Linked DNA regions of Mus musculus: regions 1, 2, 3, 4, 6 and 7 are each linked to region 5. A link is a contact called in public Micro-C and promoter capture Hi-C data. All regions are on one chromosome and are shown on one strand. Each heading gives the region's core, a stretch centred on a gene start, on an enhancer-like site or on the middle of the called end of the contact. The rest is flanking DNA. Distances are from core to core; before and after follow the strand shown. Region 1 overlaps Il18r1 (interleukin 18 receptor 1). Region 2 overlaps Il1r1 (interleukin 1 receptor, type I). Region 3 holds the start of Lonrf2 (LON peptidase N-terminal domain and ring finger 2). Region 4 holds the start of Slc9a4 (solute carrier family 9 (sodium/hydrogen exchanger), member 4). Region 5 holds the start of D930019O06Rik (a long non-coding RNA gene). Region 6 holds the start of Il1rl2 (interleukin 1 receptor-like 2). Region 7 has its middle 29 kb from the start of Il1rl1.

The links. Promoter capture Hi-C pulls out the DNA fragments that hold promoters and counts their contacts. Hi-C and Micro-C count contacts between places; a contact is called where the count stands out from the background.
Region 1: a contact with region 5 is called in a promoter capture Hi-C map of the HPC-7 cell line, with 4 times the contacts expected there. The contact joins the enhancer-like site here to the promoter of D930019O06Rik in region 5. A contact is called at or near these places in 10 of 39 promoter capture datasets (the 3T3-L1 cell line, 3T3-L1-derived adipocytes, the C10 cell line and 6 more) and 2 of 9 other capture datasets (adipose tissue and liver).
Region 2: a contact with region 5 is called in a Micro-C map of embryonic stem cells, with 4 times the contacts expected there. The contact joins the enhancer-like site here to the promoter of D930019O06Rik in region 5. A contact is called at or near these places in 7 of 39 promoter capture datasets (3T3-L1-derived adipocytes, frontonasal cranial neural crest, hippocampal neurons and 3 more), 1 of 484 Hi-C or Micro-C datasets (embryonic stem cells), 1 of 115 datasets of contacts at active chromatin or transcription factors (embryonic stem cells) and 1 of 9 other capture datasets (embryonic stem cells).
Region 3: a contact with region 5 is called in a promoter capture Hi-C map of hippocampal neurons, with 5 times the contacts expected there. The contact joins the promoter of Lonrf2 here to the promoter of D930019O06Rik in region 5.
Region 4: a contact with region 5 is called in a promoter capture Hi-C map of hematopoietic stem and progenitor cells, with 4 times the contacts expected there. The contact joins the promoter of Slc9a4 here to the promoter of D930019O06Rik in region 5. A contact is called at or near these places in 11 of 39 promoter capture datasets (the 3T3-L1 cell line, 3T3-L1-derived adipocytes, the HPC-7 cell line and 7 more) and 2 of 9 other capture datasets (adipose tissue and liver).
Region 6: a promoter capture Hi-C map of embryonic stem cells shows a contact between it and region 5, with 4 times the contacts expected there. The contact joins the promoter of Il1rl2 here to the promoter of D930019O06Rik in region 5. A contact is called at or near these places in 21 of 39 promoter capture datasets (the 3T3-L1 cell line, 3T3-L1-derived adipocytes, the C10 cell line and 13 more), 1 of 115 datasets of contacts at active chromatin or transcription factors (bone marrow-derived macrophages) and 2 of 9 other capture datasets (adipose tissue and embryonic stem cells).
Region 7: a promoter capture Hi-C map of the HPC-7 cell line shows a contact between it and region 5, with 2.8 times the contacts expected there. The contact joins the enhancer-like site here to the promoter of D930019O06Rik in region 5. A contact is called at or near these places in 17 of 39 promoter capture datasets (the 3T3-L1 cell line, 3T3-L1-derived adipocytes, the C10 cell line and 11 more) and 1 of 115 datasets of contacts at active chromatin or transcription factors (craniofacial prominence).

What each region holds. Positions count from the first base shown.
Region 1 is chr1:40,478,284-40,480,995 of GRCm38.p6, forward strand. It overlaps Il18r1 (interleukin 18 receptor 1), which reads left to right. Exons shown (of 11, transcript NM_008365.2): 4 at 102-267; 5 at 2,639-2,712. Among named protein-coding and RNA genes, the nearest start is that of Il18r1, 14 kb to the left of the region's middle. Within about 2 kb of position 1,373, at least 45 of the 459 cell types and tissues checked have an H3K27ac peak or open chromatin away from gene starts, as enhancers often do. A contact at or near this core is called in the HPC-7 cell line and hematopoietic stem and progenitor cells, where this site is marked.
Region 2 is chr1:40,302,013-40,304,755 of GRCm38.p6, forward strand. Il1r1 (interleukin 1 receptor, type I) reads left to right here. Exons shown (of 11, transcript NM_001123382.1): 8 at 266-417. Among named protein-coding and RNA genes, the nearest start is that of Il1rl2, 21 kb to the right of the region's middle. Within about 2 kb of position 1,424, at least 9 of the 459 cell types and tissues checked have an H3K27ac peak or open chromatin away from gene starts, as enhancers often do. A contact at or near this core is called in embryonic stem cells, where this site is marked.
Region 3 is chr1:38,835,279-38,838,042 of GRCm38.p6, forward strand. Lonrf2 (LON peptidase N-terminal domain and ring finger 2) reads right to left here and starts at 1,409. Exons shown (of 12, transcript NM_001029878.2): 1 at 493-1,409. The coding sequence starts at 1,150.
Region 4 is chr1:40,578,941-40,581,781 of GRCm38.p6, forward strand. Slc9a4 (solute carrier family 9 (sodium/hydrogen exchanger), member 4) reads left to right here and starts at 1,287. Exons shown (of 12, transcript NM_177084.3): 1 at 1,287-1,831. The coding sequence starts at 1,576. Gm35801 (predicted gene, 35801) reads right to left here and starts at 1,722. Exons shown (of 2, transcript NR_168311.1): 1 at 1,516-1,722.
Region 5 is chr1:39,650,022-39,652,740 of GRCm38.p6, forward strand. It overlaps D930019O06Rik (a long non-coding RNA gene), which reads left to right and starts at 1,447. Exons shown (of 2, transcript XR_001778897.2): 1 at 1,447-2,248. It overlaps Creg2 (cellular repressor of E1A-stimulated genes 2), which reads right to left and starts at 1,161. Exons shown (of 4, transcript NM_170597.4): 1 at 485-1,161. The coding sequence starts at 919.
Region 6 is chr1:40,323,244-40,325,943 of GRCm38.p6, forward strand. Il1rl2 (interleukin 1 receptor-like 2) reads left to right here and starts at 1,346. Exons shown (of 11, transcript NM_001356478.1): 1 at 1,346-1,506.
Region 7 is chr1:40,408,834-40,411,533 of GRCm38.p6, forward strand. It overlaps a transcript of Il1rl1 not described here. Among named protein-coding and RNA genes, the nearest start is that of Il1rl1, 29 kb to the right of the region's middle. Within about 2 kb of position 1,253, at least 27 of the 459 cell types and tissues checked have an H3K27ac peak or open chromatin away from gene starts, as enhancers often do. A contact at or near this core is called in the HPC-7 cell line, where this site is marked.

The DNA.
Region 1 (2,712 bases), core at 123-2,622, 830 kb after region 5:
TTAAATCTCTTCATATAGAAATTAGGGTAAATCAGAAGATTAGAAGTAGTTGCAGAATCTCTTTACTTGTTATAAAATCCCTCTGTACCTTTGTTTCTTAGAAATGATCGTCGCAATTGGACCTTAAATGTCACCAAAAGAAACAAACACAGCTGTTTCTCTGACAAGCTCGTGACAAGCAGAGATGTTGAAGTTAACAAATCTCTGCATATCACTTGTAAGAATCCTAACTATGAAGAGCTGATCCAGGACACATGGCTGTATAAGGTAACATGTTGACAATATCTCCACTTAAGGCTCAATAAGAAAGATAACATTCCATGTGGAGAATATGAAGACTGTGGACCATTTTGGCCTCCACTAAAACAAGTGGTCCAAGTCCACATGGCTTGCTTGCTTGGCCTGTGTGAGAAAGTGTTCCATATGGGTATTATAAAGAGCTAATGTATGCAATGTGGGTAGCGTGGTAGTCGGTGTTCAGTACACAGCGACTGCTTCTACTCTTCTTCTTTCATTGTCCTTCTATTTAACTAATCTCTCAGCTGTGCTTCTTTTGTCACCAGGTGAACATCTGTCCTTAGAAGTAGTGTGTTCTGTTGCCTGCCTTTTTTTTTTCTCTCTCTAACTGAAGCGATGTGATGATTACTCATCCATACCTTATTCTGAACAACCTTCTTTCAAACCTGAGCTGCATTTTGTATGAACTTAATTTAACCTAATGGACCTCATTCTGTTTAGACATGTGTAACTTTCCTAGGTCCTTCAGTTATTTACAGATTATAATGGATGATTTTGTATAGATCCTTGGGTGATTTATGATTAATACTATAATAATGTGGTTAATTGTTCAAGGAAATCCCCACATATAGGCTGACTGGAGCAGAGAGAGGCTAATTGATTACCCTACTCTCTACCTGCTTTCATCACGTTTCCCTAACATGAGAAATAATACTTTTGGGAGGTTAAACATTTGACATCAAGCATTTCAAAAACTTGGTATGTCTCCCTGTCGTTCTCGTAACGACTCTAAGTTAAATGTGGGGACTGCGTCCTAATAGAGCTTCTTTTGGGAATAGCCTGTGTGGTTTCTGTTTGCCTCCTTGGTGGGCCTTTCCCTTAGTAAGTTGTAAGAGCTTTTTAAGAAGATGCTATGGAGGAGACGTTCACACTTGAATTCCATGTTTAGCATGTATAAAACAGTATATACATTCACTTTCATGCACACATGTAACATGACCTGTATCATATCTGTGGAAGAGGAAACCTGAACTGCTGACTCTGTCAAAAGCCGAACAGCAGAACTTGTGGAAGCCAAGCCACTGGCGGTTTCCTTGGGGCGTGTTTGTAGCTCTTTCTGTCATGTCTTGATATGCGAGGTGTCAGGGGAACTTCCTATCTGAAATGTTTTCAAAACATATGACTCAGGCTTGAGTTTACCTGCCTTCTTTTCCTGTTAAATATACACATTTTGCAGTACATGTAAATTAGGGAGTCTTGGTTTCTGCGTTTTAAAGAAAGCCCCAATACACAAATACCTAAATTTAGGAAATGCATATTTCTGGGTCTGTGTGTGGCTGAGCAGCTGACCAGAAGGTCAAGCATGCGCAGACTGTGAGCTGTCTGTGATCTTCCTGAGGTACAAGGCAGGTGAATTAGGAAATGTCTGATTGGAACCAAAAATGAAGACCTCTAGCATTTTGTATATGTTAAAAAGAATTTGCTTGGGTTTATAAAATGCTCCTTATACTCAGAAACACTTTGCAGATATGAGGCACACATGGGCACTTTGCAAGATATTTGGATAACTGCCTGGGTCTAGCTACAGAGGCCACCAGAAATGGCCAGCAAAAGGCAAAGTCTATAAGCATTAGGTTCTCCTTGTTATTGGAATGTGGAAGAACAGAGACACATGGTCAAAGTTAGTGTTTCAGATCTCCTTTTTCTGATAGTTCCCACATTGGCCAGGACCTACCACAGGCTGATTGAGTGCTGATTTGGAGACCGTGGCTTTATTATGTTATTATTGGTTACTGTGACATGTGGAGAGAAAAAGAAAGATTGAAGTATGCCCATGGGTCTGGCCATCTATACCTTTTGGTACAGGACATCAAGAATCCAGAGCAGGCACTCTCTACTTAGTCCTCTGAGTCATTCTGCCCGTATTCCCTTTGACCCTCCCCTTACACACAGAACTGGAACCAAAGTATGTCATGTAGTAGAGGTGTGTTTCATGGATAGTCTTCACCTAAGCAGTTATTTTGTTATTTAGTATTCTGTCTCTGTTTCTGTTGCTCTCTCTCTCTCTCTCTCTCTCTCTCTCTCTCTCTCTCTCTCCCTCTCTCTCTCTCTGTCTGTCTCTCTCTCTCTCTCTCTCTCTCTCTCTCTCTCTCTGTATGTGTGTGAACACCAGGTGATGGGGTGGTAAGAGCCCTCTCTTCATCCATGGCAATGGTAACAGGGTGCTTTACTGCTCTAGTGGAAGCAAGGGTGAGTTGCTGGGACACATACTTAGGGATTGCTGGTCATCTGTTGTGTTTCCCTTTGTCTCTAAAGATCTTAAGCATTAGGGATGTGAACAATTAAAACTATGCTGCCTTTAGTGTCTTAAAGTATTTTTAACTTGCCTTGACAAAACCAGAACTGTAAGGAAATATCCAAAACCCCAAGGATCCTGAAGGATGCCGAGTTTGGAGATGAGGGCTACTACTCCTG
Region 2 (2,743 bases), core at 174-2,673, 650 kb after region 5:
AGCGGGTGTTGTTTTTTAATTTCTTGCAAGCTGCTAATTCATGTTGATTTCTTTGCTACTGAGTGTTTCTCACCTTGAGGTTATACAGTTTCAGATTTGTCTTGACGACAAGCTGTTATCCACATGATCTGGGACAGTGATTATTTGAGCTGTGATGTATGATACAAATAAAGCAGTTAACTGGGCCTGCAGGTCTGATTCTGTGTTGAAGCATCTTGCCAACTCTGTTGTATTAACCCCCTCCTCACCCCCTTCTCTTGAACAGTGTGGAACATCCTTCAACCAAAAGAAAATACACACTCATTACAACACTTAACATTTCAGAAGTTAAAAGCCAGTTTTATCGCTATCCGTTTATCTGTGTTGTTAAGAACACAAATATTTTTGAGTCGGCGCATGTGCAGTTAATATACCCAGGTAAGTATCAAAGGCTTACTTAAAAACTGCCTAGCCTGGTGGACTCCAGTGTGCTTTCCTTTGCCTGGAACACCCCTCACCCCTTCTTCAGCAATAACTTCCTATCTGTTTTGCTTCTTGTCCTGAATTCTCTGATCTTTCTATCCCACTCTGCCTGCCTCTGTCTGGGTACCACTTCGGAGGCATCCTGTATCCCAGGCACAGGAACCCTTCTTAGTTTCTTTGGCTAGGATACTACCTATTTCACTCTGTTGTTGCTGTTCTCCTCCTCCTCCTCCTCCTCCTCCTCCTCCTCCTCCTCCTCCTCCTCTTCCTCCTCTTCCTCTCCTGTTCTTCCTCCTCCTCTTCTTCTGCTTCTTCTCCTCTTCCTCCTCCTCTTCTTCTTCCTGGCTGATAGCTACCTATATTTGCTTCATTGCAAGCACGTCATGAATATGTTTAAACACATGACCAAACAAGATGGCTATACACAGAAAGCATAAATACTCCGCTTATAACAAGGAACCCTGAGATCACTGGTTTTTGAGAGTTGGTATAGTCCAAAAACCTGAGAATGATTGTGAAATATTGTTAAATACTAAACAATACTAAAGCTGACTAAGAAAAGCAGGACATAGGAGGAGAGAGTTGGAATCTTCTGGATGGAGATAGTGTGAGTACAAGACATAGCTACTAGTGTCTCCCAGCTTATGGCCAATCTGCCAGGATTCACCATAGGAGAAATTAGATTTAATAAGGCTTACAAGATGAGGATTCTAGTTGTTGTTCCCAGAGATTGAGTTACCATTGTTTCTGAACTAAGTTTGTGTGGTGTTTTTCTTCTTTTAATGACTTGGCTGGGTTTCAGAGAGAAAGGTACAACAGCAAAGTGTGGGTTTGCCTGATGTGCATCACAAAGGCCATGGGGGATTGGAAGCATGGGGCCAGCATGATAACAACCGCCAGTGGGAACTTAGTGTGCTGGGTGGAGAGACTTTGGAGTTTTGAGTCAGAGAGTCTCCAGGAGATAAGAACAGGCCGTGCCACCAGTTCATAGCTGGCCAGCCCGCCAGGGCAAAGAGTAGCTGGGTATAGCATGGGAACTTGCCAGTCCTTTTTAATATTTCCTGCACCAGGTGGTAAACCAAAGTGTTGGGTACGAATCCACTAGAAATTTAAGATTAGTAGCCTGAGAGTTAAAGTTTCATCTTCTAAGTGAGAGAAAGGTAGCACTAGATTAGTCACATGATCCAAGCGCGGGGTGGGGGGGTAAGGGGTGGGGACACTGAAACTAAGCAGGCCCTGAGGTTCCCCGCTGTGGGGAATTGCAAGCTGCCTTGAGTTAGATAGAAGAATGAAGTTGCCTACATTGTAAGGCAGAGGGATTGAACTGTGAATTTAAAATTGGGAGTATTTGCTTTTAGGATAGATTTATATACAGATTCTGTCCAAATCACATGGGGAATTTCGTCTGTGGTTTGGAACTAGGATAGGGAAAATTAGTCACAGTAGAGAGAGCAGTGATAATCATTGCCTGCTTTGATCAGGTATTAATTATCAATGTCTGTGGCTCCAGGTAGAGAGAGCAACAGATAGATATTATACATTATATTATAGGTATTAATAATGTCTATGGCTCTAGGCAGCGAGCTGAACAGAAAGATGGTATTGCTCTAATACGTCTAATACGTCTTACAGGATACTCAAATTCTGTCTTACATGGGCTCCACGGGAATTCTGGGTATAAATTCTGCTTTGACTAGCTGCCTGCTTATAAGCAGAAACAAGTGTGAATTGATTGTTTTAAAGATGGTATAAACACACATTGCTCTAATATGCCTCACAGGATACTCAAATTCTGTCTAACGTGGGCTCCATGGGAATTCTTGGTTATTATGCTGCCTGGCAAAATAGAAAAGGCCTAAGAATAGGCACATACAGTATTTTAGTTTACTTCATGTGTTTTGGATTGTTTTAACTTTCAAAATGGGTGTGATGAGTTTTGTGGTTATTTTACTCCTCTGGGAGAGAGGTCGATATAAAGGATTTTCTGGTTACTGGCTCAAGGATATGCTGATTTGGGAGAAAGGTCTTGTCTTTGTGTTTTTAGAAAAGGTGATTAGTGCTGGGCGTGGTAGCACACGCCTTTAATCCCAGCACTCGGGAGGCAAAAGCAAGTGGATTTCTGAGGCCAGCCTGGTCTACAAAGTGAGTTCCAGGACAGCCAGGGCTACACAGAGAAACTCTGTCTCAAAAAAACCAACCCCCCCCCCCCAAAAAAAAAGGTGATTAGTGTCTATATACCTTCCAGAGTAATTTGGATCAGATTTGATAGAGGGAAACCTCC
Region 3 (2,764 bases), core at 159-2,658, 810 kb before region 5:
ATGGACACTACCAAACAATTTTCCAGGAAGACATTTTGCATGAGACCGCTCCCATCTTCTTCAACATCTAAACACAGGTGAAGGTCTTCAAATGAAAATGTCCTGCCTGACCTTGACCTCTGGAGTGCAGTGAATGGGGGGAAAAAACCACAACAGACCATAAAAAATAAATAAAATAAAAATAAAGTAAAAGATTGATCTTTTAAATACATAAGACACATAAGGATACAGAGTGAAACCACTGTTAAAATAAAATATCATTGGCTTCTGGTCACTCTGCTCAACATATCTACCATAAGACTCATTACACTACGCGGCTTACGCTACACTGCTTTACAGAATGCACTGCAGCCCTGGGAAAGCCACAGCGCGGTGCACCTGTTGTATGACACTGGCCACCCTGCAGGGTGAGGCTGTACACCTTACTACCGCTGAAATTAAAAGGCCACCGGCCACCGCCCAGCCCCGTGGTCACCCTCGAGGCTGACTCACCCATGTCCAGGGCCTGCTGGCACCTGAGCAGCGCGGCCTCGGGCTGCTGCTGGCGATGCAGCCCCCGCGCCTGGCACGCCAGCCTGCGCAGGCGACACTCGGCAGGGAAGCACCTCTCCAGCAGCCCGCTCAGCATCACGTTCACGCGCCGGGCCTGCGCCCGCACCGGCACCTGCTCCACGCAGCGCTTGCACACCGTGAGCCCGCTGGACAACGTCACCGGCTTGTAGAGCAGCCGCCCGCAGCGCGGACAGCCCAGCAGGTCGCGCGGCGCCACGGGCCCCGGGGCCCCGGACGCGCAGCCGCTGGGCCTCGCCGCCACAGGCGGCCGTTTCTCGCGCAGGCCCAGGGCGCGCGCCAGGCCGCTCGCCAGCTCCGAGAGCTCTCCCGGCTGCAGCGGGCCGAGCAGCGCAGCGCCGCGGAACGCGCCGATGGCCTCGGGCAGGCGGCCTGCGCGGGCCAGCGCTTCCCCCAGCTGCAAGCACAGGCCGCGCTCCGGCTGCGCCAGGCCGGCCAGCAGCGAGCGGAAGAGCTCGGCCGCCACTTCGTAGTCGCCAGCGAGGAAGGCCGCGGAGCCCTGTCCCTGGGGCTCCTCCGGGGGCTCCTCGAGGCTGCGGCGCACGCCCTGCGGCTCCGGAGGCGCGGGCTCGGGACTCATGGTGCAGAGACGGGGATTCTTGGCAGCCGGAGCGCGGCTTCTGCCCTCTTCACCGTCAGCCACGCGCGTCGGCGGACCGGGTGCTGCCAGCCGTGGGGACCACGCGAGACGGGCCCGGAGGAAGCGCAGCGCAGCGCACGCGGCCCAGCCCCGGCTCGTGCGAGGCGCCGTGCGCGTCCCAGTGCGCGCCCCAGTGGCTCACGTCAGCCAAGTGACCGTGGGAGCGTGGCGACCACCTCACAGCGCCGGCGTCCTGATTGAACCTTTTTTTTTTTTTTTTCTGCTCCCCGCAGGCGGCCCCGCGCGTGTGCGTGCGCATGCTCTTCCCGCCGCTGCGGAGTCGTTGCGCAGGCTGGAGCTGAGCATCCCAGTGTCCTCGTGACCCTCCACCCAGCTCTCCTGCATTTAGGTACCTGCTGCTTCCGCAAGGCCATGCTGCATAGATGACCCTAGGCTTCTAGAAGGCAAAGAAGGCAAAGTTTCCAAGCCCTTAGATCATCCCTAAGATAATAAGGTCGTGCAAAAGACATCCAGTGCTCCCCAGAGACACAAGAATCCAGACAATGAAGATTATTTACATACATACATATAAATTATCCAGTTTACATTAGACGTTTTGGAATACAAATGAAACCACAATAATAAACAGATTGGAAGTCATATGGAGCTGGAAGAAAGGACATGCATACAATGTTACGTGAGGAAATCCTTAGGGGTGATACATCTTCATTCTGGTGATGGTCTTGATACCAGGCAGGTGAGCAGTCAGACAAAGGTAACCAAGGAAACTGACTCCTGATGGTTGGGAAGCCCCTCTGTAGTTAAATACTCTGGAAACTGCAAATAGTTTATTGTCACTTAACAAAAACCGAAGCACGCGGATATTTCCCATGCACAAGCAGATAATATGAAAGCGCTTAAGTTCAAACTTCAAAAAATGAAAGCAATGTTGTCTTGATGAGGTCCACTGGGGTAGCAAGAGCTGATTCACTGTCTCTGTGGATTAAAAAATAAAAAATAAAAAAGGCAGGGAAAGCCAGAGATCTCAGGCCCAGCCAGGTTCCCTTGAAGGCAAAAGCAGGTGCATACCTCGAAGCCCAGAAAGAAACAGACTCCTAGTGGGTGGGATCCGGACTCTAGAATCTGAGTTTGTCTGGCAAACCTTCAGGTCTGTGGGTAGGACTAGGTCTTCTACCTCAGAAGCGTCTGGTTTGTGTTATTGCAGGGGATTCGATAATCCCAACAAAGAAAGGGAAGTGGGTATTAAAAAATGGAGCTAAGCTGAGTTTCACTCTTCCCACCCCCTGATCATCTTCCTTGCCTGCTGTAAAGCCTGCAGGGACCCCTCCACAAGACTAGAGCAGAGAGTACATGGATAGTGAAGTCTCATTGGTCCATCTGCAGCTTCAGTAACTCATGGCTTCTCCTACTTCTCTGCCTCCCTGGACAACAGGCAGACTGTCTTATTGATCTGGTAATAACTTGGGGCATGATTCCAAAAGGGTGAGGGATTCCTTTTAAAAATGCCATGCTTCTATTAATCAACCAGAGTCTTTGACTTATCAAGCACCTAGTTAGTTCATAAGTCTATGGTTGTCATTTTACTGAGAACGA
Region 4 (2,841 bases), core at 37-2,536, 930 kb after region 5:
CATGCTGTTGTTGTTCTATTTACGTTCCATGCTGTTACTTTCTATCTTCTGTCTTAAAGGATTTCCAGGCTGGAGAGATAGCTCAGGGGTTAAGAGCACTGACTGCTCTTCCAGAGGTCCTGAGTTCAAATCCCAGCAACCATATGGTGACTCACAACCATCTGTAATGGGATCTGATGCCCTCTTCTGTTGTGTCTGTAGACAGCTATAGTGTACTCATATACATAAAATAAATAGTCTTTAAAAAAATAATTTCCATTTGTAAGTGGATCAAAAGGTGGTTTTGTAAGGTGCAATTGACAAGGAAGGGAGATGACGTGGTAAAGTTCAAAGTGATGCTGTGGCCTCAAGCAGAGCTCGTTAGTTGTTTTTACATCCTTGCTTCAGTTGTCTTTAGAAAAATACACATTAAATCTGTAGGCAATTTGGGCCTTTTGAAGTTCCTTCTCTCCCCTCCTCCTCTTCCTCCTCCTTCTCCTCCTCCTCTTCTTCTCAATTTTATTTACTGTCCTATCTGCTCCACTGGCCCAATGCAACTACCCACTTCCAGATAAAGAACCTTTGACAAAATCCATTCTGGACCTCATAGCTAGGCTGTGTAGACACTTCTTTTGTACAGACAGAGCACAATGGCACAATGGTTAGCTACTGGGTTTGAGTATTTGAGAACATTTTTCCAACTGAGTTTTCAGACACATTCATGAAGTTTCTCATTTTGGTTTCTTCCCTTTGAGAAACTCACTGTGGAGCTTAGAGAAAGCTGGAGCTTTGTTTCTTCCATAATTTATTGGCCAGGAAATCAAGTATTCATTATCTTCATTGCTTTGCCACTTCCTCCTCCCTTGTCTGTGAAGACAGTCTTATGGGTCTTCCAGGACAGTGCTATTTCGTCCTCATGGCCTGGCGCAATTCCTAACAGCTCTTCATCCTCAAAAATACTTTGGTTTGAGCGCTAACCCAACAGACAGCAACTTGGTCCTTATCAGCCACAAAGGCTGATATGTTGCAGGTGCCCACTAGGTGTCAGTAGTGTAGCCTGCCAAGAACCTTCGGAACAAGCATTTCATTACAAAAGTCAAATCAAAGCAAATAATTAAAGTGTGGTTCAAAAGCTACCTGCGGCTTTGACCGGTTCAAAACAGGTGAGACAGAATCTCGGGAGGTGAGGAGGCTCAGGTGTGGGACAGGTGGCTCCTTCCTGGGATCCAACAGGGCAGAAAGGAATCCTTTCCTTATAAAGGACTTCAGTGTTTCTCGGAATGAGTCTCTTCCCAATTTACACTCACAAGATGAAGCCAGTGTTCAGAGAATGAGGAAACAGTTTCGAATGAAGAGGGATTGATTTCTCTTTATAGATATCTCTTTGAGCCCAGAACTGAGCTGCCTGAACACAGTAGATTTTAAGAAGATTTGAAAGGACGCACCTGCAGAGTCATCGCACCGGACCTCTTTGGAAATGACTTCTGGATTGCAAATAGATTGCCTCTCGGTCAGATAGTGCAGCTGGAAACTCACCTGTGCCGCAGAGGCGTGGCATACATCAGGACCCAGGTGCGAAGTCAGAGTCGCACAGGCATGGGTCCTGCAATGTTTATGGCTTTTCGTTTATGGAACTGGTTACTACTGCTGGCGGTCCTTACACGTTCCGAAGCAACATCGTATGTTAATGAGTCCTCCAATCCCACTGCCCAGCAGGCACCTGATGCTCGGTTTGCTGCTTCTAGCTCAGACCCCGATGAAGGGATATCTGTTTTTGAACTGGATTATGACTATGTTCAAATCCCTTATGAAGTCACCCTCTGGATACTGCTCGCATCTCTTGCCAAGATAGGTAAGTCCTCTAGCACAGGTTGAGGGAGGATTGTTTCTTACCTGAGTTGTCATGTATGAACATCTCTTACATGACAGACTACGATGAGTTAAGTAGACAGTAACTGCTACTTGTAGTGCGCATTTCCCTGAAGTGTGGCTGTTTAATGTTTCAGGATTGTGTTTGAAATTTAAACGCATACTTCCAGGTCCTGCATGGTTTTGACTTCATATTTCAAAAAGATAACCATGTGTTTTCTTTGTCATATAAAAATCTTATGCTATATGTTTAAAAGAATATAAAATGTAAAGTGTACAGTATTCAGGAAATACTGAAGACTACATAACATTCCCCTTCCCCCCCCTTTTTATTAGGTATTTTCTTCATTTACATTTCAAATGCTATCCTGAAAGTCCCCTATACCTTCCCCCAACCCTGCTCCCCTACCCACCCACTCCCACTTCTTGGCCCTGGTGTTCCCCTGTAGATAACATTTATTTTCTAACATAGTCTTTTACTCATTCCTAGCCACAGAACTGTAATTTTGTTAGTTGGGAGACATCTCTAGCAGTTTGCTTACACAGATATTATACAACAAAAATAATTAAAGTCACTTCTGACTTTGCAAGTTCTTTTTCTTCTTAGAATATTATGGGAACTGTTCCTGGAAACATCTGGAAGAATAACATTGAAATGAAATGGAATCTTCCACTTCTGGGGATGGGATGTTGTTTCTTTGCATTTCCCTTTGAAACACTGGAATTGTAAGAGTTGAAAGTAACTGCCTCTGCAACTCTGCTGCCCTTCATGATAGTGGGCAGGTGTTTCAAAGTGTAAAATGCACCAAGTCCTTTTCACTGCAATGTGACGAGCCTGTGGCCTGTTCCTGCCACAGCCCCACAGGTCTACTTTGCCTTAAGGCAGGCAGACACTGGATCCATTTCAGGGAGCTCCCAGTTCAAGGAAACAAGACTGGAATGGTGAAACACAGGCCCAAGAAAACACATTCTAGGCTCCTCTATGCCATGACA
Region 5 (2,719 bases), core at 197-2,696:
CTCCAGCTGTTACCTTTTGCTTAAGCCCTCTTTCTAAAAAACCTGAGTTCCATTTTTTTTTAAAGTGTAAATGTCTACCGGAGTGTGGATGGCGTTCCTCTTCCACACCCACTTGGTGTGGGAGGCGGTGCCAGAGTCTGTCTGCAGGACTGTCGGAGCCTGCAGGGAGCTGGGAGCTGGATGCGCCTCATCTGTGATTCCAAAAGCGATCCTGCCTACGTTCCAGGTTTCCAGCTTGTCACTGTTTATCTGATCATCTCTTTGGCCATTTTAGTACACAGGGATTCAATCACTAACCACGAGACTGTTTCCCAGCTTCTCCTTCCTCCCCACTCACATGCACTTGGCCAGATGGACCGACCCATGCACACGCTGGTTCCGTTATTCACAGGGCATTCACAGCCTATGAACCTGTGAAACCGGAGTCGCCCTGCGTCCTGGAAGGGAGACGCGCACCGCCCCCGCGTCCCGACCTCTGGCTTACCTTTTCGTGGGTGGACACAGTGGCCAGACAGCCCCAGGAGCTAGCGTGGGCTAGGGAGCGGGCGGTGCCGGCATGCACCCTGGGGCCAGGGGATGCCTCAGATGAGCCGCTCTCCCGCCGGTAGGAGAACATGCCACGCGCGGCCGGTGCGGGCCTGGCGCGGGCGGAGCCCCGAGGTCGCAGGTGCGTGTCCTCCTTGTGCGCCGAGGCCGGAAAGCTCTGCTGCCAGATGCTACTCGAGTCCTCCAGCAGCGCGGGCAGCGCCTCCTCAGTGGATGCACTGTCCAGCTCCTCATCTACCTCGTTGGTGACAGCCCAGGACACGGAGCTCACGATCACGTAGCCGGCGGCTGGGGACAACAGGGCGCTGCAGCATAGCAACCAGGACAGGCGACTCCCTGGCCAAGCAGGACGCTCCCTGCCGGACAGCGACATCTTCTTGGAGGCGACGCGCCCTGTGGCGGGGACCACTGACCAAGCAGCGGCCAGCCAGGGGCGCCCCCCTGCGGCGGAGCGTGCGTCGGAACCCTTCTCCTCGTGATAGGATTCCCGGGTTGAGGGTCTCCAATCAGTCCGGGGGCCGGGGTTCCCTATTGCCTTACACTCCCGTAAGAAGCGAAGTCTGCTGCACGACCAGAGTCCCCTGCGTCCACCGCCGCTGCTGGGCGCAGAGTCCACGCGTGTCTTGGTTTTCCGCAGGATGGCAAGCGTTTTGCAGCCAGAGGGTGGGCGTTCACAGCTCAGGCTCAATGCACTCCTCCGCTCGTCAGCTGTGCGACTCTACCAAGCTGATTAACTTCTCTGAGCCAACAAGAAGGGCATCACCAGGCTCAGTTATTGCACCCCATCACCTCCGCAGAACCGGGAACCACAATACACCCACATCTTCCATCACTCACCCAGTCAGCAGTGTCCTGCGGTTAGCGACACAGACTAATAGAACTTTATTGTTGTTGGGTGTTTTGTTTTGTTTTTTGTTTTTTGTTTTTTTTTTTTGTTTTTTTGTTTTTGTTTTTGTTTTTTTTCGAGACGGGGTTTCTCTGTATATCCCTGGCTGTCCTGGAACTCACTCTGTAGACCAGGCTAGCCTCGAACTCAGAAATCTGCCTGCCTCTGCCTCCCAAATGCTGGGATTAAAGGCGTGTGCCACCTCTGCCCGGCTTAATAGCGTATTTTAAAAACCATCTTGTTCCAGTAAGAAGTTTAATAGATATCAAAATAACTTCAAAGTAATTATAATTTCTTACCTGTTCTTATGATATCCAGTCTTTGTCCCACCATGGAATATTTTCTATCGCTTATATTCCTAAAATGCAAGAGTCCTGCACTAACTGGTTCTATAAGAAAGTATCTTGAAATGGGATTTGAGTTTTTCCTACATGTCTTCACTGTGCCCTGCTGTGAAACTCCTGTGACTCTTCCTGGATGCCTGGATGTCAGCTGTGAACACAGCTGGTCTCTTTCTCTTTGCATGGGAACTTCTTGTCTCTCCCTGGATGCCCCTGGCTGCTCTTTCTCTCTCTCTCCCCTCCCCACCCCCCACCCCACAACCCCTTCTCTGCTCTCCGTCTGCTTTGAAACATTGATGGTGTCTTCAGTTTCTCCCCAAGACATCTTGTTTACTCTCATGGCTTCTGCTGTTATCGGCTGCTGCTCTCTCCCCAGCTTCACAGACCCTCTTATCCCCTGTTTAGGGGAAAGATGTGTTCCATGGTCTTGAGAGGCACAATGGGGAGTCATGGAAATACTACACACTGCAGCCAGGTATGATGGCACACACCTGTTATCTATCCTAGCACTCGACAGGTGGAGGCAGGAGATTCAGGAGTTCAAGGTCAGACTTAGCTAGGTAAGCAAATTTGAGACCAGCCTAGACTACATGAGACACCACCTCAAGATCCACCATAAAAACCAACAACTCCTCCTCCCTGAAATACAAATTAAAAATAATCCAGATCTTGTCCTATCATGTTCTGATTGTGGGATAGTGGCATGTCACTGTTGCCTCTACAAAATGGGGACGGTTACATCTCCCCCACCGGGGTTTGGGTGTCAAGCCTGACATCTCTAGTTTCAGGGGAGAGCTTATCCTCAGAGGAAAAAGACGATGAATGTTTCAACCTCAGGAAAGGAAAAGGGATTGAACTGATATGTCAGTGTGGGGAGAGGACCTGCAGATGGTAATCTCAGTTCCTCTGTGGCTCTCACGGCAGGATCAATCCACCTTCTCTTTCC
Region 6 (2,700 bases), core at 96-2,595, 670 kb after region 5:
GCCATTCCTCTTCAGCTCTATGTGCACCTGGTTTGAAAACCTGTGCTGTTCCCTTAGTGCTTTGCGCTTTAGGCTGTCTTTAGTGGTAAGGGTACCAATTCCGGGGTGAGGAGGAATTAGTGTGAGATTATATTTTTCCTGATTTAAACATTGTAATATCTTTTAATTTTGCCTATAATAATGGCAGCCATTGTATTGTCGTTCCCAGGCCCCATGTGATCTAGCCACACCTACTTCCATACTTCAGTTTACCCAGCTCTCCCCTCTGCTGTGTGGCAATCACTCTCCCTTCATTTCAGTTTTTTTTTTTGGAGTGTCCCAAACTCGGTCCTTCAGAGACTTTGTACTGACGGTTCATTCTGTAGGGATGTAAATGGCTGTTGCAGAAGATCAGACTTTGGTCCCCAGAACCCATATCAGGTAACTCACAAACACCTGTAATTCCAGCTCCAAGGGAGCCGACACCCTCTTCTGGACCCTATGGTCACCTGCAGTCACATGCACATAGCCAGTGCAGATGCACACACATAATTAAACATAGTAAAAATAAAACGTAAAAAGTAGAAAGAGAGAGCTCTTGCCCCAGACATCTACCTGTTGGGCTCCAGGCCACTGCTCAGGAGAAAGGCTGTGCCTTATCATATTCTTTCCACCTGTCTCCTAACTGTATTTCATATCTTATGTGCTTCCTAATAGTTGAATATCTCTTTTAAAAAAATGTTATTTACCAGAAAATCATGGTGGCAAGCTGTTGAAGGGCTCATGTCTCTAAGCTGTCTTCCCAACACTCAGTGTGCCATCGGACACATTCGGATGCCTTTAATATTTGGCAAGAACATGGGGCATCAGAATCCTTCTCTAGAGAATGGTGTCATGGAATAATCAGTCAGAGGTTTGCCAACGCAGACGAGGGCACACCTACCTAATGATCCAGGAGCTTCTCTCAGACGTGTAAGAGACATTGCCAGGATTGTCGCGGCAACATTATGTATAATAATTAGCAAAACGTAAAAAAAATGGGACAACCAAAATGGCTAAGGGAGAGAGACACGTCGGTTGCTCATGCTCACAGGATGGGGCAAGCCTTTATTGAGAAGGACCACACCTCAAATGTTTAAATCCCGCAAGTATAATGCTTTTATTAAAAAGTAAGTTATGTAAGTGCACAGTATAGTAAATTTTATACAGTGACTAGGAAATCTTATGTAAGAATATCTTACATTGCTTAAGGAATTTCCTGCTTCTCCCTCTCTGCTCTCCACCCCCACACACCACTCAGACACACACAAAGGGAGGGGGAGGGGAGAGAATAAGCACCAAGCTGAAGACTGGGAGTTTGGGTTTGGGCGGACAGAGACCGGAAGCTGGGAGATGATGGCTTCTGATGTTTGTTGCTTACGCGACACAGCTTGTTTGGAATTATGTGGCCCTTGACAACTGCGTGGCACACACTTCAAGATACAAAAGTGAGAAGAAGAGGGGGGTCACCAGAGGAGACTGAAGTCAGTAAGTTTCTACCAAAGCTGGGTTTCTTCTGGCCACTCCAAACAAAGCTGAAATTGTCCTTCAGACCTCTGTGAGTACAGTCTCAGTTCCTTCCGTAGTTCTCTGGGAGGTTCTGCGTGCACACACGTGATAGTTTTGTGTTTTTATTTTTAAAACTTCAATCAGTTTTGTCTTAATTTTATATATTACTGGGGTTTGGTGCGCACTAATTGAACCCAGCTTCTTTTCACCGGCTTCATCCACCCACCCCTGTAATCTCTCTTCTACATCTTAGCTTCCTGTTTGTTTAATTTCCGTATAGGTAGGACGTTTCTTCTGTTTCTCATTCCGCTTAACGTCGTGGTTTTTGTTTTTGTTTTCCCTGAAAACTCACTATCCCCATATCTGTTCTGTATCCAGAACTAATGATTGATTCCTCATGCATCAGCAGACTTACTCAACACAGAGATCATCCCAGAATTGTAAGGCAGAGTGCTTCTGCCAAGGGACAGTACTCGGACAGACACGTGTACATCTTAACTTTGTGAACCTGGGACAGCTAGTCAGACTGACGCTGTGGTTGTTTTCAAAGTCTTACAGTTTCTAATCCACAAAGACTCCGAGGGATGCCCACTAAGAAGCTGTTGGTCTGACAGCGTTTGCCGCCACTGCTCTTCTCAGTGCCTAGTGGGGTCTCCAGTGTCTCTGGCGCAGGAAGACAGGTCCGAGCAAGCATTACTTTATGGCAAGTTTAGACTGACTGTATCGGTGCTCAACCTGTCGGGAGTCTGCTTTACCTAAGATCTGGCACGAGGACGGGGCTGGGGTGGGGTTAATGCCTTTTCTCAGAAGCGCTTCCACCTCTGGAATAGTCCATTTTAGGACAGTGCTGGGTGTGTAAGAACCGCTCAGATAGTGTTTGGAAAGGATATAATAATTTTTAGCGATGATCTGGAGCATATTTAAGCCGACATTCCTGATAGATGAACGTGCTGGCCTGGGATCAGGAAAAAAAGACTGAACGATTTTCGAAGGACGGATTATTTCTGTCCTGCTCCACTTGGGGAAGGTGAGTCTGTTCCGCCCGCGGCGGAGAAGCGATGCCCAAGGTGCAGAGTGCGGTGACCAACCAGGATTCGGTCCCCAGAGTGGTTCCCGCTCTGCTCCACGAGACCCAGCGCTCTGAGACCCCATAGGCAGGTGGAGCAAGCCCGG
Region 7 (2,700 bases), core at 3-2,502, 760 kb after region 5:
CTTAATCATAAGACATGGCCAAATTCTGAAAAATCTGTTACACTCCAGACATACTCTTTGGGGAGAATTAGTCCAGTTTCTCCCTAGTAGTCTGGACAGTCACTCCTGGGAGCAAAGTCACTCCTTTCTTAGCTGGTTAACATCTAGTTCAGTGGAATACTTATATACCTGACAGAAGTTCTCCATTTGGAATAAATACATGTAGGTGGCAAGTCTTTTATTAATGGGAATAAGATGTAGACAAGTAGTTCATGGGTCCCTGTGGATGATGATGGGTTGTGTCATTCTTTTTTTTTTTTCCCTCCTGGCTTTATCAGAAACTGTACCACATGTCGGAGGCAGATGCAGAATCTATGATATAGGATGGTGTATCCCGTCCCTTGGGACTCAGCTATTCGTGGGTGTGAGGGGGACTGCAAACCTGGAAGAAAATGGGATGGAAGAGAAATAAAAGCCGAAGACCAAGTAGATTGTTTCCTATCAAGGTCTCCGTTTATTTGGCTGAGACGCCGGATTTTAAAGCATACATCGAGGGGAATAGGGAGGGGTGGAGGGGGAATTAACAGAGAACAAAGAAGTAGGCATCTGCTAACATGAGGGCAGAAGTCAGGCTCCAGGTGGTGGGCACTCTGTGTCTTATCTCTGGAACATAGATCCTCCTTAACAGCCTTGGGTATCAGGCTGGGCTCAGCGCATAACTCATGTCCTTGGATGTCATAAGAGTCAGGAAAAGATAAGGAAGAGGGGACTATAATTCAGCTTTTTTAGCCTGAGGTGCCAGGAAGGGAACAGGGAGAAGGGAGTGATGACCCACTCCTAGCACGAGACCATTTGGCTTGTCAGGGTGGGAGATTGTGAAGGGCTTGCTTTCTCATGGTATGGTCTCTAACAATGGTGATGCAGAATCAATCCATGTGGGATGGTGATGCAGAATCCATGTGGGATGGTGATGCAGAATCCATGTGGGATGGTGATGCAGAATCCATGTAGGATACGGATGCTGAATATACAGCCTTTTGAAGAATCTGCCCCAGGCCTCAGGCTCTTGCCACTTTTCCATATTCTAACTCTATCTTTCACAGTCCAATTCATTTTTTTTTGTTTTTTTGTTTTTTTTTTTTTTTTTGGCAAGCTACTCCAGGAAGGTGGGGGGCATGGAAGGCTAGTGGCTTCTGTGAGCATGGGCTCACTGTTGCACTTCTTTCTTTGTAAAGCAAGTTCCTTTTTCAGGAGCAATGCTGTGTGGAATAGTAAGATGGGGAAATAGGACATCCTGTTAAGCCTGTGTGGTTATTTTGGCTGAAGCATTACACACAGGTCAGGCAAAGCAACATAAAGAATAACTGGGCCAGTGAAGACAAAATGTCACACTTCTCTTCATGGAAGTAGGCAAAGTTAGTTAACATGACACCAGGCTGCTGGCTAGGCACCTGGGACATACTGCCACGTTGGCTGCTCAGCATTGGTCTCTGCTCTCTGTCTGTGTTACTGGCTGTACGCATTGCTTTCAACCCGGCTGCCATAGCTACTTTGTTCCTAGGCTCACTAGGAAATGACAGAGATTGTCAGGGAAGGGGTTGATAACAGTCACCTGGAACCCAAGTAACTTTATATCCTCTGATCATTAGGAGAGATGTACCATTGTACATTCCCCCCAAATGTCTTTCTTATCAATTTTCCAATCATTCTTTTAAGGCTCCGATGGCTGGTTATTGCTGATATATAATCACACCTCTGATCATGTTCCGGGGGAACAGAGTAAGAGATGGGTAGCACCTCAGAGTTCTACAGTTCTGTAAGGGGAAAGTCCTCCATGGTATACCTCTCTCCTCCAGTCCACACCTTTAAAAAGGTTCCACTACCTCTTCATACTGCTGCCAATCTACTGTAACTGGCATCTCCGGTGGAGCATTTTTTAACAATAGCATGTCCTTGTTTGTTTGTTATTTGATTTAGGCCCATTTCTCATAATAGACAGTCAGTGGCTCGTCTTGAGGGAAGAGGCCATGGCTTTTGTTTTTGTTGTTTCCAGTACTGTTCTTGTTGTAGTGCATGCAGCTAAGCATGTTAACCAAACTGAGAATACATTTGTAGAGAGAATAAACAAACCTCAGCCACCAACTGAAAAGGACCTTCACAGGGCTTCCTAACCAGTGGACCTCACTTATTAGTTCATGGAATGGAGAAGACAGAAATATCAAACAGCTATAAGTATCCTCTTGAGGAAATTGTCATGTTGGAGAAATAGGAAAGACCCTTAAATGTCTCTACAGGCTAGCTAAGTTCCTGTCCTATGGTGGTCGCTGTCATGGACGCTTCTACTCCTTGGTTTGTTCTTTAAACCCCAGTGAGACAAGTATTGCTATAATTCTTATTTTTTCAAATAGGAGAATGGAGGTTTACAGATGTTGAATAACTATATTAGGGTGATATAGTTACTAAGTGACTGGGCATGATTTGATCTGTGGAATACTGGATTCGACTGGAATAACTGGGCTGAAAACATGGTAAGTTTTTTTTTTTTTTGACAGATACTATTTTGGGACGAAGAGAAAGAGGAAATGGAGGATGCTGAACCACATTTTTCCTATTTGTGTGCAGCAGTGATCCCTTAAGTAATCTTGAGAATACTGTGATTAAAATTAACCCCCAATCACCCAGAGCAGAGTAACCAATATTAGACTTGGCCTGTCACTCTAA